2 separate regions of the Rattus norvegicus genome follow, and region 1 is linked to region 2. Evidence: chromatin contacts called from public Hi-C data. All regions are on one chromosome and are shown on one strand. Each heading gives the region's core, a stretch centred on a gene start, on an enhancer-like site or on the middle of the called end of the contact. The rest is flanking DNA. Distances are from core to core; before and after follow the strand shown. Region 1 holds the start of Fut8 (fucosyltransferase 8). Region 2 holds the start of Fntb (farnesyltransferase, CAAX box, beta).

Region 1 (7,154 bases), core at 1,615-4,114, 410 kb before region 2:
TATAAAACGTGCATGTCCATCATTTAATTAAACCAATATACTTTTACTAAATGTAATTTTTAAAGTAAATTAATAACAACCACTGAATGGAAAGAAATCTATTTTTTAATTAGCACTAGTAAGGTTCTATTTACTTAAGAATGTGAATAACAAAAGGTTCATCACTATCCTCAAAAAATATTTTAATGATTTTTAAATACACATCATTATCAATTTCTTTGTGTAGATTTAAAGAGCACGTGATGATCAGACACAAATCAAACACATACTTTAGAAATGAAACAAAATGCCACACATGACAAAAATAACTATTCTATATTCACACAGATTCAACATCATACTATAGGCTGCAAAATGACCTTGAGACACTGCTGTCCAATTACCTAAAGGGCCATGTCTTTACTAAAATTATCTCGTTGTGACAGAGATAATTCACTACACAGTGAATATACCTACCTCTCCCAGACTCTACTTGGAGCTTTTCATTTTTTAGCTTTTTGTTTTACCTTTTTGGGAGTATAGATTTCATAAGGCAAAGATATTCAATATGAGCAAAGGGTCAGGAACACACTTCACTTTTAATACACTGCTCAAGAGGATTAAGAAAATGCTGCAACATATTCAAGTTTCAGTACACATTTTCAGAGTTTCATATACAAAATTCAAAAAACCTAAACACCTGCTTTTATTATTCATGATTGATTGTTAAAACTAATTTCTAATGTCCAATTACACACCCCACAAATAACTATGTATAGTTACTACGTCCACATCAATACCCCTGGTGTTTTAATTAAAAAATGTACACTTCTCCTGGTACATTTGTATACCAATCTGGTTAGGTGTTTTCAAAGTTCAAACAGCTATTAAGCTACACTTTGCTTTGGCACTAGCTCCCCCTCCAGACCGACCTAAAATAACTGCATTTAAAAAAAAAAAAAGGAAAGAAAAGAAAAAAGAAACACAAATTTTGTAACCCACTAGAAAATTTCAAAATTCATCACTTTTGAGGGCATTGTTACTCCTTTGAAAAAATTAGCTAGAATTTTTTTTTTAAAGACCACTTTATAGAATCAGGATGATTGTCTTGGTCTCAGTTCTATACATATTAAATACAGCTGATTTGCAGAGAAAACAACCTCAAATGACTTTTAGATTTAAAAAAAAAAATCCTTAAAATACAGTCTTTAGTATGTCATATTCAAGTTATTCTGAATCACTCTCCTAGTAGATCACAAGACACACTTCATATTAACTATCTGATCAAAGACATTTCTGCACGTTCCTGCAATCTACGTAAGTTTTATTCCAGCTGTTCAGCTCTTGAACTCAAACAGAATTCTCGATTTCTAACAGCAAACTGAAAACCCCAACCTCCAAACCACCTTTGTACGCTTACAGCCTAGTCATCTCTTGTTCCCTACATTTTTACTCAGCCTGCAATTTCAAATGCTATATGTGTGTTAAAATACTATAGTATTTATAATTAAGATTTATTTCATAAGGACAGCAATGTACAGGGGCGTACAGCTGTCAGAGACTATGTTGCCTTAAAGAAAAGAAGCATCTTATTCCTTTGCTTCAGTATATACTATCTCCCCTTAAATACTTTATATATGATATATCCTTTAAAGAAGTATGTATATAACAGAACTTTAATCAAGAAAATAAATAAGCACTTAACCCCAGGAAGAAAAGGCAACTAAAATAAAACCTACTTAAGAGTTTCTACCGAGCAAAGGCTAAGTTAAGTCAGTGACTTGTGATACATTTAACTCTTAAACTGATAAAAACTTGCGTTGCATTTGTTCCCTGAAACCTTTAAGTTCTGAGTGATCTACGGGAGGATATGGCTTTCCTGGGCTCACCTTCTTGCGTTTTCTTAAAAGTAACGTGCAAAATTAGACACAAGAAGGAAAAGACATTACTTTCCTTGCTTTTCTCCAAGGCCTCGACGTTTAAGGAAAAGCGCTAAAAGCTCACCAGGGTGCTAAACCCTAACCATGACAATGCCATTTAACTTAAGAAATACGTCTCAGAGGATTCCAAAGCCCACAACCAGAGAACAGGTGCTGCCGAAAAAACCACCTCAACTCCAGCAGGACAGACCTCCGCTGAACTGATGTGACTCATTTAACCTTCCCAAATAAGTTGAGACACTCCAAAGCCTCCAGCTTGTCATTCGCAGATCAAAGGGAGGGGATACCGAGGTACCCAGGCCATTAACTGCCCTGCCTCAGCCACTCGCCAGAACGCATCTTTGGACAGGTTCACTCCGATTTCCAGCCTGAGAAGCCCACACAGCAAAGCAAAGCAAAGGAACCCACCTTCCCACGGTCTGACCACGGGGACCCAGCTGCGGGGACAAGGAGCGATAGGTGCAGAGATCCGCTGTTGGACACCTCCCACCCCGCCCCCATCCCACGAGTCCTGGGATGCCCGACGCCGCGGCGCCCCTCACCCAAGGGGCCAAGGCAACGCCGGAGCGTCCCGGAGGCTCCCTCCCCACTTTTCCCGGGGCCGCTGGCTGAGCAGCAGCTGCAGCAGTTGCAGCAACAGGCCCGGGATCGGCGGGAGGACGAAGGAGCGCCTCGAGCCCAGGCTCCGCAGAGCCCGCGCCCGCCCCGTCCTGGAGTCCCCGGCGCGCGGGGCCCGGCTCCCTAACGCCCCCTTACCCGCGGCGGGAGCGAGGCGATCGGCGCCGTCCCCCGTCGCCACAGCCGCTGCCTTCAGCTGCAGCTGGCCGCGCCGGGAGAGTGGGAGGGGTGCTGGGGTGGAGGATGCTACTCCCGACTGAAGGGAGAGGAAGAAACGGAAACAGGAACCGCGGCCGCCGCTTAACGGAGCCTTCGGCGCCACTGACTGAGGGAAAGCGCAAGGCGGCGCGAGCCAGGCAGCGGCTGACAGCGCGAGACCGAGCGCGAGCCGGGTCCAGGGCGCGCGACCCCGAGCAGCGCCGGACCCATTCCGTGAGGAAAGGGAAGGACGGGTTGGCTGGGAGCCGGGAGGGGGCGGCGGGGGCCTGGAGCTCAGAGAACCCGGCCACTCGGGTCGGCCCGAGACCACGCGCGCACGCGCCTGAGTGGCTCCGACCCGGAGCGCAGGCGGGGAAGCCTCGGGCCGGCGCTAGCGAGCGAGCGTGCACGCGCGGAGAGGGGCGCGCGCCCCTCGGCGTCCCAGCCTTCTGGGGGAGGGCGCGCATGCGCCGGCCGCGGCCTCCACCAGCGACCCTGGCATGTGCACAGGCTCCTCCCCGTCCCCTTCCTCTGTGCGGGTGGACAGCGGGGCTGCAGCATCCACCGGCCACGGCGGGACCCGAGCTCCAGCCGGACAGCGGCAGCGCGAGTGCTCGGGCTTTCGTCTACACAGACGAAAGCCGCCTGAGGGTCGGAGGCTGAGGGGACCAGCGCTCCCTGCCTGCCCTGGCCCGCGGGGCCCACCGCCCAGAGGCGCACCCCGTTCTGTGCTAGTTTCAGGGTACTCTCTGCTGCACATCCGCTAAGGTTCGAGCACACAATGGCACCGCGGATCGGGGCGTTCTGGCTACCCGTTGGCTCTGTCTCCACCAGAAGAGAAAGAACCCTGCCGAGCCTGAGTTCGAAGCCCGGCCATTCCTAGCCGCGGCTGCCTCAGCCCTTTGGAGGCGGAAGTTTATTGAGTACGGAGAAGAGAGGGAGAGGCTTTTCCCAGGGATGTTTCCTACCCGCTCGCACTCGGGGATCCTGATGCCCGCGATGCTGAGCCGTGGGCCGAAGGACTACCTCAGACCGTCCTAGAGGGCGAGCTAAGCGGGAGGACCCAGCCGCGCCGCCAGGGCACACAAAGTAGTCGCCGGCCGGGTGCCACCGGGGCCAATCAGAGCGGGAAAACCAGTGAGTGGAGTGAGAACTGGCCAATCAGAGTGCTGGAAGATGAGCTTCCCGTGCAGAACTCTTCCCTGTAGCCTGGGGATCCAGATCCCAAAACCTGAGGACTCAAACGGGTGGCTGAGTAGAAAAGCTGCCCTCAAGACAATTATTCATTCCTCTCAGCACAGATACATATTAGTAAATACCTTGGAAACGTATCTGAGTTAACAGGGCCGGCCTTTTATATGCTAAGAATTAAAAGACACACAAAAGACATTAAAGAGGTCGTAGCCTGCCAAGAATGCAATCTAACTAATAGCGCCCATAAATTCCCAATATTTATCCTAGAGCAGGAACTGTGTTTCTAAAAATGATAAGGACAGTGCTTTCAAAAAAGGGGGGGAGGGGGAATGTCTGTGCCTTCAGCAGCTCCTCACCTGAGAAGCTTTTCCAGACCTGTGACTGGGTTAATGTCACTTCAAAATAAAGTATCTTAGAGGAAACACAGTGACTTATTGAAGGTCACACAAACTCTGGTGAAGTCAGAACTATGTTCTAACCAGAAAGCTTGGGTGTCATCATTCAGCAAATCAGTAGTCACTTCTTAATTGTGTAGATACCTTCCCGGAGACTCTCAGTTCTGAGTATGAGTCGTGTACTCTGTTGGAAATAAACAAAATTTAGGTTTATACTGTACTTAGATGGGTTAAGGGCTAAAGTTTCAACAGTCAAAAATCTGAATTATTTTTCCTTCTGTGTGAGTATGTGCTTGCAAAGGATGCATTTTCTCCTGGGCTGCACCCACAGCCTACGACAGTTTTAGGAGTCAGGGGTGGAATGTTTACTTTGGGGCTTAAACATAGCATTTAAAAAATACTTTAAGGGTTGGGGATTTAGCTCAGCGGTAGAGCGCTTGCCTAGCAGGCGCAAGGCCCTGGGTTCGATCCCCAGCTCCGAGGAAAAAAAATAAATAAATAAATAAATAAATACTTTAACAAGTATGTGTGACTTGAATGTTTTCAAGGGGAAAATAACAAACATTTCTAGATAATTAACATATGTTACCATTTGCAGTACTTGAAGATCTCCACAGTCAAAGCTTTATGTGTGCCTCAAACTCTCTGCTCCTTTATTCTGGCTTTAATTTTCCCCTAAGAAATATTAAAACTCTAGGAATCAAAGCATCCTACCTACTTCCTATTTAAAAAAAAAAAACCCACTAGAAATTTTGTGAAGAACTTGGTCCATCTTTATAGGACAGCATAGTATGTAAGAAAGCACCAAACTGATGACTCTAAAATACAGGGAGAAAGTAGTTCTTCAGCAATTCTGATCTCTGCTCAGTGTGACAGTACACTGTTCTCAAAGCTCCTTCTAGGATATGCCCAAGATGTAGCTACCATCCCAGAACTAGAAGTGTCAGCTAAGCAACGGCCATGCAGAAATGAATCTTTACACATCCAGCTATAGACCAGTAATGAACTTCTGAAAAATGTAGGCCTCTTTCAAAACTACAGTCTTAAATCAATCAGTGTGTGCATATACAAGCCCAGCATGGGGGGAGGGGGGATCCGAGACCAAAGGATTGTTCTAAGTTATAGTCTAGCCTGGACTATCAAGTGAGTTCAGTGCCATCCTCAGATACATAGCAAAACCCTGTCTCAAAGAATAATAGTGACTAATTGATTCAAAAATAAAAATGGGAAGGAAGGCTCAGTTTGTCTAGCATACTACAAGCCCTAGATTCAACCTCCAACACTGTAAAGAAAAAAGAAATGTATTTTTAACTATCTTCTCTCCAAAAGGACTCTGTAACTCAAATCTCCCTCTGGCCATGTTAAGTTTCTAGGAGAGTGTCCCTAAAGGGTTGTACACATCACTCACAGAAAGCACACCTTTTGAGGGCGTTTCCTCTACAGTCTGCAGCCTCCCACTCTGCGGCTGAAACTCCTCACACTCTCTTTTCTCACTCCAGCTGCTCACTTGCGACTCTAATCCCCAGTTTGTGATTTGCATTAACACAAGATGGTATGTCACCTCATCCCTCACTGCTCCCTTACGAAATGAAGTCAGGAGCCTATCTTTATTTATCCTCAAAATCACAGACAGGTTCAGCACAAGAAAAATTTTTTTTAAAAAATTTTAAAAAAACCAAAAAAAAAAAAAAAAAAAAAAAAAACCTTCGGAACATTCTCCATCACCTGTTACACTAAGAACTAGATGGCCCTAGCAGCTCATTAGTTTTGTCTGTGGTTCAGCCTCGGTCAGTTCTTAGTCATCAGCTAGAACTGTGGAGTCTTGGATGTGAGGTGAGAAGGAGTCAACTCCTAGATAATGGGAAATACCGAAATGAAAGTGAAGTACATGAATGGCCATTTTATTGAGAGATTAGCTAGATCAAAGTTAATGAACTTGAATGCTATCACACTTCCTAAGTTGGGAACATTCATGTAGAAACTAGTTTGAAATTTACTACCATTTTACTACGCCTATAATAAAAATAATAGCGAAGGTGTAACATTGCTGAGAACAAGGCCCCATGCTAAACTCTTTACTTCTATCATTTAACTCTCCAGTCAAACCCTTGAGGTGTCTCCTATGGCTACAGCAGGGGAATCAGCAGCGTCTCAGGAGACTCAGCAGCAGCTGCTGAGGAAGTAACTGAGAATGTTCGAGTCTCTACCAATGTATACCAACTAATATAGCTCTGGAAACACTCTTGTTTTAAAAAGATTTATTTATTTATTATATGTAAGTACACTGTAGCTGTCTTCAGCCACACCAGAAGAGGGCATCAGATCTCATTACAGATGGTTGTGAGCCACCATGTGGTTGCTGGGAATTGAACTCAGGGCCTGTGGAAGAGCAGTCAGTGCTCTTAACCGCTGAGCCATCTCTCCAGCCCCAGAAACTTTCTTGATAACTTTCACTTTTCTCTGTTTTACAGCAGTTGCTATACAACATTTCACCTATATAGTATTCTATTTTGCAGGAAATCAAACAAATAATGATACAGTTGCTACCACAGATGAGAAGATGGGGCTTTGAATAATGATTTTTATTCATTGGATACCTCCTGTTTTCTCATCTGTAAAATAAAGAAATGGTTCTAGATAAGTTATTAATTGACAGTTCTAAAACTGTGGATTTGCTACAACATTAACAGGGACTACAAAAAAAAAAGAAATATGAAAAAAATATGGTCTGTATTCAGTAAGTGGCTTAAGTCACTTTTGAGCCAAGTCCTCATTAAAAAAAAAAAAAAAAAAAAAAAACTAGAGCTAATCATCCCCATCAGGAGAGTAA
Region 2 (6,616 bases), core at 1,694-4,193:
AATTGGCTGACTCCCTGGCCTGGAACAATTCTCTTAAAATTCCTTAAAAACATCAAACCCATGTCCTTTGTTCACTGACTCATGCCAAGTGTCTGAGCGGTGTCTAGCACCTAAGAGATTTCTTTAAAAATTTTCATTTTATTCTTTTGTGTGTATGAGTGCTATGTCTGTGCACCACATACAGGAAGAACCCCCAGAAGCTAGAATAGGACATCAGACGCCCTGAGACTGGAGTTACAGACAGCCGTGAGCCACCTTGTAGGGTCCTAGGGATTGAACCCAGGTCCTCTGGAAGAGCAGCCAATGCTCTTAACCACTGAGCCATCACTCGTGCCCTCAAGAATTTCCTCAAAGTAAATGAACAGAATAGAAGGCCTCATGAGAAAGAGCTCTTTGCACTCCTTACAAGTTTTACTCCTGTTATTAAATTCTTACATTACTGTTTAATAAATGAAGGTTTCCAAGTAATGAGATAGCAAGCATTAATCCTTATTGTCGTGACATAAAACTGAGCTGTCAGCAAATCTTTGAGGAAGCTTTGGTCAAATCCAAAAAATTCACACAGTACGCTCTTGGACAATTCCTCCCAGCAATGTTATTTCTTATGGCTGCACTATGTTAGCCACCAACCAGACAGTTCTCTGAGCCTCTGCCTTCTCTGTCAGAATGTGTTAAGGACTGAGTGACACATTCGGAGAGCACTGAGCACTCCGCTGGAACCAAATGAACGGTCAGTGTGGTGATTATTAAAATGCAGAGGAAGCCATAAAAATGAAGTATCACCGGCTGGAGAGATGGCTCAGCGGTTAAGAGCACTGACTGCTCTTCCAGAGGTCCTGAGTTCAATTCCCAGTAACCCATGGTGGCTCACAACCATCTGTAATGGAATCTGATGCACTCTTCTAATGTGTGTCTGAAGATAACTGCAGTGTACTCATATGAAAAAATAAGTAAGGATTTAAAAAAAATGAAATATCACATTATCTTCTTAGTCAGGGTCTCTGTTGCTGCGACGAAACACCATGACCAAAGAGCAAATAGGAGAGGAAGGGTTGATTTGGCGGCTTATACTTCCAGATCACAGTTCATCATTGGAGAAGGCCAGGGCTGGAACGTGGAGGCAGGAGCCGATACAGAGGTCACTGGAGGGTGCTTCTTACTGGCTTGCTTCCCTGACTTGCTCAGTACGATTTTCTATAGATCCCAGAACCATCAGCCTGGAGATGGTACCACCCCCCATGGGCGGGGCTCTCCCCCACTGATCACCAATTGAGAAAATGCCCCAGAGCTGGATCTCATGAGGCGTTTCCACAACTGAAGCTCCTTCCTCTCTGATGACTTCAGCTTGTGTCAAGTTGACACACAAACCAGCCAGTCCACCTTCCTACTAACTGCAACTCTTTTTTTTTTTTTTTTTTTTTTTTTTTTTTGGTTCTTTTTTTCAGAGCTGGGGACTGAATTCAGGGCCTTCAGGTTTTTGTTACTGATGAAAGATTTCTTTGCAATGTTTTGTAAAAGACTTCTGTGGGGGACAGTTAACTAAGTCAGAGAGCTGAAGTCAAAAAGTAAGTTTCCTTTATTACCCCTAAAGCCCACAAGGCCTCTGCGACTACGTGAATAACCATGTGTCCAATCCCTTGTTTTGTTATGAATTTTCTTTAGGGCAAGCAAGGTGGCTCAGAAGGTAGAGATGCTTGCTATGCAAGCCTGCCAACTTCAGCTGGATCTTCCGAACCCACATGGTGCGCCCTGGCATCAACTCCCACAAACAAAAAATACACAGTCACACACATGAAAATTACAAATCTATATAATCATTATTTGCTGTTGGTTTTCCCTAAATAGAGGCTCCCACCTTAAGGCAGGAAGGATGAAGCGGGTCCCTCCACAGTTAAGCCTGGGTACTAAGCTTAGTAAGATCTTAGTAAGTGGCTGCATGCCCATTCTTAGTGACAAGACTCATCCTGACCACTTCTAGTAACAGATGGGTAAACAGCTCTACAACCGCCAATTTGGGAACAATTCCAAATGGAGAGGGAGAAAAATGAAATTCACTACTCACACCTTAAACACTTTTCAAAATGGCATGTCTGGTATACCCTAGGCCTTAGTGACTCACAAGCAGCTCAAACCCCATACTTTTTTGTTCTTTCTGAACTATACAGTTTTCCAGTCTGTCTTCCCCAACCAGGCTCTTGCCTAGGGGCTGTTTATCTTTTACTGTTTTCCCAGCGTTCAACAGCAGGTGCTCAAACGGTTACCCACCACGGGGGTAGGCCTCAATCTGACCTGGCAGATCAGAAATTAAATCGATTTTGGGATGGCCTGACCACAGTCCGGCCGTTCGGTCCCCTAAATGTCCAGAAACTGCGAGCATATGAAGGAAAAGTGAGCGGTCGGTCCTAGAACCTCAAGACATCTAGACAGAACGGAGCGGGCTACCTGGTCTGCCCAGGCTGCTGTAGACTCCAGACACAGAACACGATTCTTTACAACTTCCGAAGCAGAGAGGACAGGGGTACTGTCCTGTTCTCCAAATCCAACCCTGACAACAACCCTTTCCTACCCAAGCAAGCCCCGCAAACGCTCCACTCAGAAGCCCCAATCTGGGAGCCTAGAGCTCGGGGGCGGGGGCGCAGTGCACTACGGGAGTTGTAGTTCCATGGAGAGTTTTGCACCCACACAGGCCTACATATGGGACTCCTACTCCCAGAAGGCCCCGCGCGGGCGCCTCGCCCAGTCCTGCCACCTCACCTGTTCTATGGACGTGACTGTTTCCACTGAGTCGTCTTGCAACCGCTCCCGCGCGTGCTCAGGTCTCAGACTATACAGCGGTTCTGACCAAACAGGGGAAGAAGATGGAGGACAATAATAGGTGAAGGAACTCGAAGAAGCCATGATCGGGAGAGCTGCGAGCGCTGTATAGGACTCAGCTTCGTCCAGCAACAACGCGCATTGAAACTCGAGCGGGCTAAGGCGCTACGGAAAGTGGGTAGAGTCAAAAAGATTATGAACGCGAATCTCTCCTCCCACCTACACATCTTCAAGAAGTGAGTTACTGGGATACTGCCGCCCCCCGTCGGGCAGATGAGCTGCTGCAGGAGCTCAGTTTCCTGGAGCGCGAGAAAGGATATCTAGGATATCTATTATGCAAATAATAATAAAAAAAGTCAACGTTTCGCTCTTGCCCAATTGTAATGCAGTAGTTTGCGATTTCAGCTGTTCAAGAACCCAAAGAATGTAACTTAAAAAGCATTTCTGACATCTGTCTTTATTGCCTCAGTCACGCTATTAACTAATAGAATTACCACGCACCTTTGGGTCCTTGACAGCCTCTTAGGAGAAGCCTGAGCTTGTCTGTAAATTAGCAAAATTGCAGGTCTCAGTACTCAGAGATAGAGGAGTGGAGTACTGTAATTTTCTCCCTTGGAGGTTACAGTGCAATGGCAGAAACTAAAATACCATAGAAGAAATGAGTGTAAATGCACCATCCAAAGAAATGTCAACAAATATTCATGAAGCACCTGCTACTTGTTCTGTGCCAGAGTCCAGGAATGCAAAAGTGAACCAAATTACAAAGTCCTTTCCCTTGGAATACATCTGAATTTCATTTTAGAGGAATAGACAGAATTAAATAAATGAACATAAATATTTGATGACTTCCAATTATGGTATGACAGAAAATAATAGAGTCAGGCCTGGAGGGGTGGCTCAGCAGTGGCTGCAGTTCCAGAGGATTCCAAGCCCCCACCTGGAGACTTCCAGTCACCTGTAATTCCAGTTCTAGAGGATCCGACGCCCTTTTCTGGCCTCCATGGACAACATACACACAAGTAATGCACATGTGTACACGCAGGCAAAATACCCATATGCCTTATTTTTAGTGTTACTTTATATATATATATATATATATATATATATATATATATATTCCAGCAATATATTCAGATCACAGTTTCCCCTCACCCAAAGCTTCCCCATCTCCCTGTCCACCCAACTCCACACCTTCCTTCTTTTCTCTCTCTCTTTAGAAAACAGTCAAACCAAAAAAAGGGGGGTTACGACAAACCAGAACTTAAAAATAGAGAAAGTGCAATAAATACAGGTTTGCATACAAAATTAAATTTTTGGAAATTAGAAAGGAAAGGAAATAAAAGTATCTGAGACTGACGGAATAAATTGGATTCTAATTAGATTTGGTGGCTGAGACCTAAAGGAGCAGCCGTCTATAACAAAACAATCATGGACATAAGAAGACAGACAGGATTTGAAGGAACATACCAGAAATTTACTCGTGCACGCTTGGGTATCCCTCACAAATACAATGTTAAAGTGATTTTAGGAAAGCCCTGTGGGGCTAGAAAGACAGTGGTAAAGAGCACTTGTTGCTCTTACAGAGGACCTTTTTATTTATGGGGCTGGAGAGATGGCTCTTTGGTAAAGAGTATTTGATGCTCTTGCAAAGGACCTGGGTTGGGTCCCCAGCACCCATGTGGTAACTTCTTTAACTCCAGTTCCAGGCATTTAAACACCCTCTCCTGGTCTCTGCAGACTTTCACACCCATGAGGTACATATGCACACGAATATACATTAAAAATATATATGTTTTAATCTTTAGGAAAACCCTACCACGTTCGTACAGCAATAAACGAGGATCTTTTCCAGGACCTACATCAAAAAACCTAAATCAGAAGCAGGCGGGTGGCTTAATACAATTTATTGAACAACATGAGGAGCAGAGTTCAGAGCCACAGTAGCCACATAAGTGGTGAGTATGTGGGCTGTCAGTCCAGCCTCAGAAGGCCAAGGTGGTGAGTACCCAGAACAAGCTGACCAGCTGTGTGAGTGAGCTCTGGGTTTAAGGTTAAAGAGAGAATAAGATTGATTCCCAACATTAACCTCAGACCCTCACATGCACATACAAACATGTGCCCACAAACATGCAAAGCCATGCATACTTATGCACACATGAGAAAGGAAAAAAAAACTACATCAGAGTAAGAGGTTAAATTATTTAAGATGAGAAGTTGTGGGAAAAGATGATGGATGTCCCGAGGCTGGTAGTATAGCTCAGTGGAAGTGCCTAGTGTGTGCAAGGTTAAGCTTGATCTGTAGCAACACATGCATAGAACACGCACTCTACTCCCTGCTCAGAGCATTCTAATACGCTCCTACTCAACCCCAAGCCACATGTCTAAGATCCAGGGCCTATATAGTATTACACAATTGACCATCTCTCCGTTCTCAGGCAAACAGGTACTCAGATCCCAAGTGTGAGGTGGAGGCTTGGTGCTGGAGGCTTCCTGTGGTATACACGGTCACGTGCCCATCTTTTTCATTTGTTTGTTTTCTGAAACAGCGTTTCTCTATGTAGCCCTGGTAGTCCTGGAAGTCACTCTGTAGACTAGGCTGGCTTTGAACTTAGAGATCTGCCTGCCTCTTCCTCCAGAGTGCTGGAATTAAAGGCGTGCCCCATCACTACCCGGTTTTCACTTGCCCATCTTGGTGTGAGGGGAAAATCTGTAGTATCAGAAGACCAGAAGATTACCAAATCTGGGAACATGTGGGACGGTGATTACGACCATGGATACCAGGTATAAAAAGTCTTAAGGAACTTCCTGCTATAGTCACATTTTTTCCTTCCCTTAGCTCTGCAGGTATCTGATAAGGTCTGGCTCGGATCTACGGATTCAGCTTTTTATGTAAAAAGCTTCTTCGCTAAATAGGTAGAAACTTTTTTCAGTCTTTTTTTTTTTTCTTTTTTTTTTTTTGGAGCTGGGGACCAAACCCAGGGCCTTGCACTTGCTAGGCAAGCGCTCTACCACTGAGCTAAATCCCCAACCCCAACTTTTTTCAATCTTTTTTTTTTCTTTTTTCTTTTTTTTTTTTTTTTTTTTTTTTTTGGAGCTGGGGAGCGAACCCAGGGCCTTGTGCTCGCTAGGCAAGCGCTCTACCGCTGAGCTAAATCCCCAACCCAACTTTTTTCAATCTTAAAAGTAGGGTCGTTGAAGGAATAGGTGAAAGGGATTTGCAACAGAGTGTTGAATCTGTCACAGGACACATAGAACAGCTGTAAATTTTATTCTAGAAATAGAAGTGTGTGTGTGTGTGTCTGTGTGTCTGTGTGTGTCTGTGTATATGTGTGTATATGTATGTGTGTGCTAGCGTGCGTGCGTGTGTGTGTGTGTGTGTGTGTGTGTGTGTGTGTGGTGCTGGGGGCTAAACCAGGGCCACACACATATTAAGTACTCTACCATTGAGCTATATCCCAGGCACAGAAATTCTTGAAATCCATTCTAAAACCCAGTCTCCTGTGCAGTGAGATCCAAAAGATTTTAATAGGATCCTGGCAGAAAGTCTCCTGCAGAAGAGTGTTAGTTCACTCACCAAACATTTATTGAGTATCCGTTATGTGGTAGGCACTGGGCTAAGTGCTTAGGAGACAGTGCTGAACCAGCCGGTTGGTCTCTGCCCTATGGGTCTCATGACTTATCAGAAGAAACAGACACTAAGTGGTAATGTAAAACTGTTTCATTACAGTTCAGGAAAATGACTATGTGGCCTGGAGAGATGGCTCAGCAGTTAAGAGCACTGACTGCTCTTCTAAAAGGTCCT

What was found. A called contact is a pair of places that touch in the nucleus more often than the background predicts.
Region 1: a contact with region 2 is called in a Hi-C map of Schwann cells, with 4 times the contacts expected there. The contact joins the promoter of Fut8 here to the promoter of Fntb in region 2.

What each region holds. Positions count from the first base shown.
Region 1 is chr6:101,678,998-101,686,151 of GRCr8, reverse strand. It overlaps Fut8 (fucosyltransferase 8), which reads right to left and starts at 2,864. Exons shown (of 12, transcript NM_001412189.1): 1 at 2,676-2,864.
Region 2 is chr6:101,266,049-101,272,664 of GRCr8, reverse strand. Fntb (farnesyltransferase, CAAX box, beta) reads right to left here and starts at 2,943. Exons shown (of 12, transcript NM_172034.2): 1 at 2,755-2,943. The coding sequence starts at 2,898.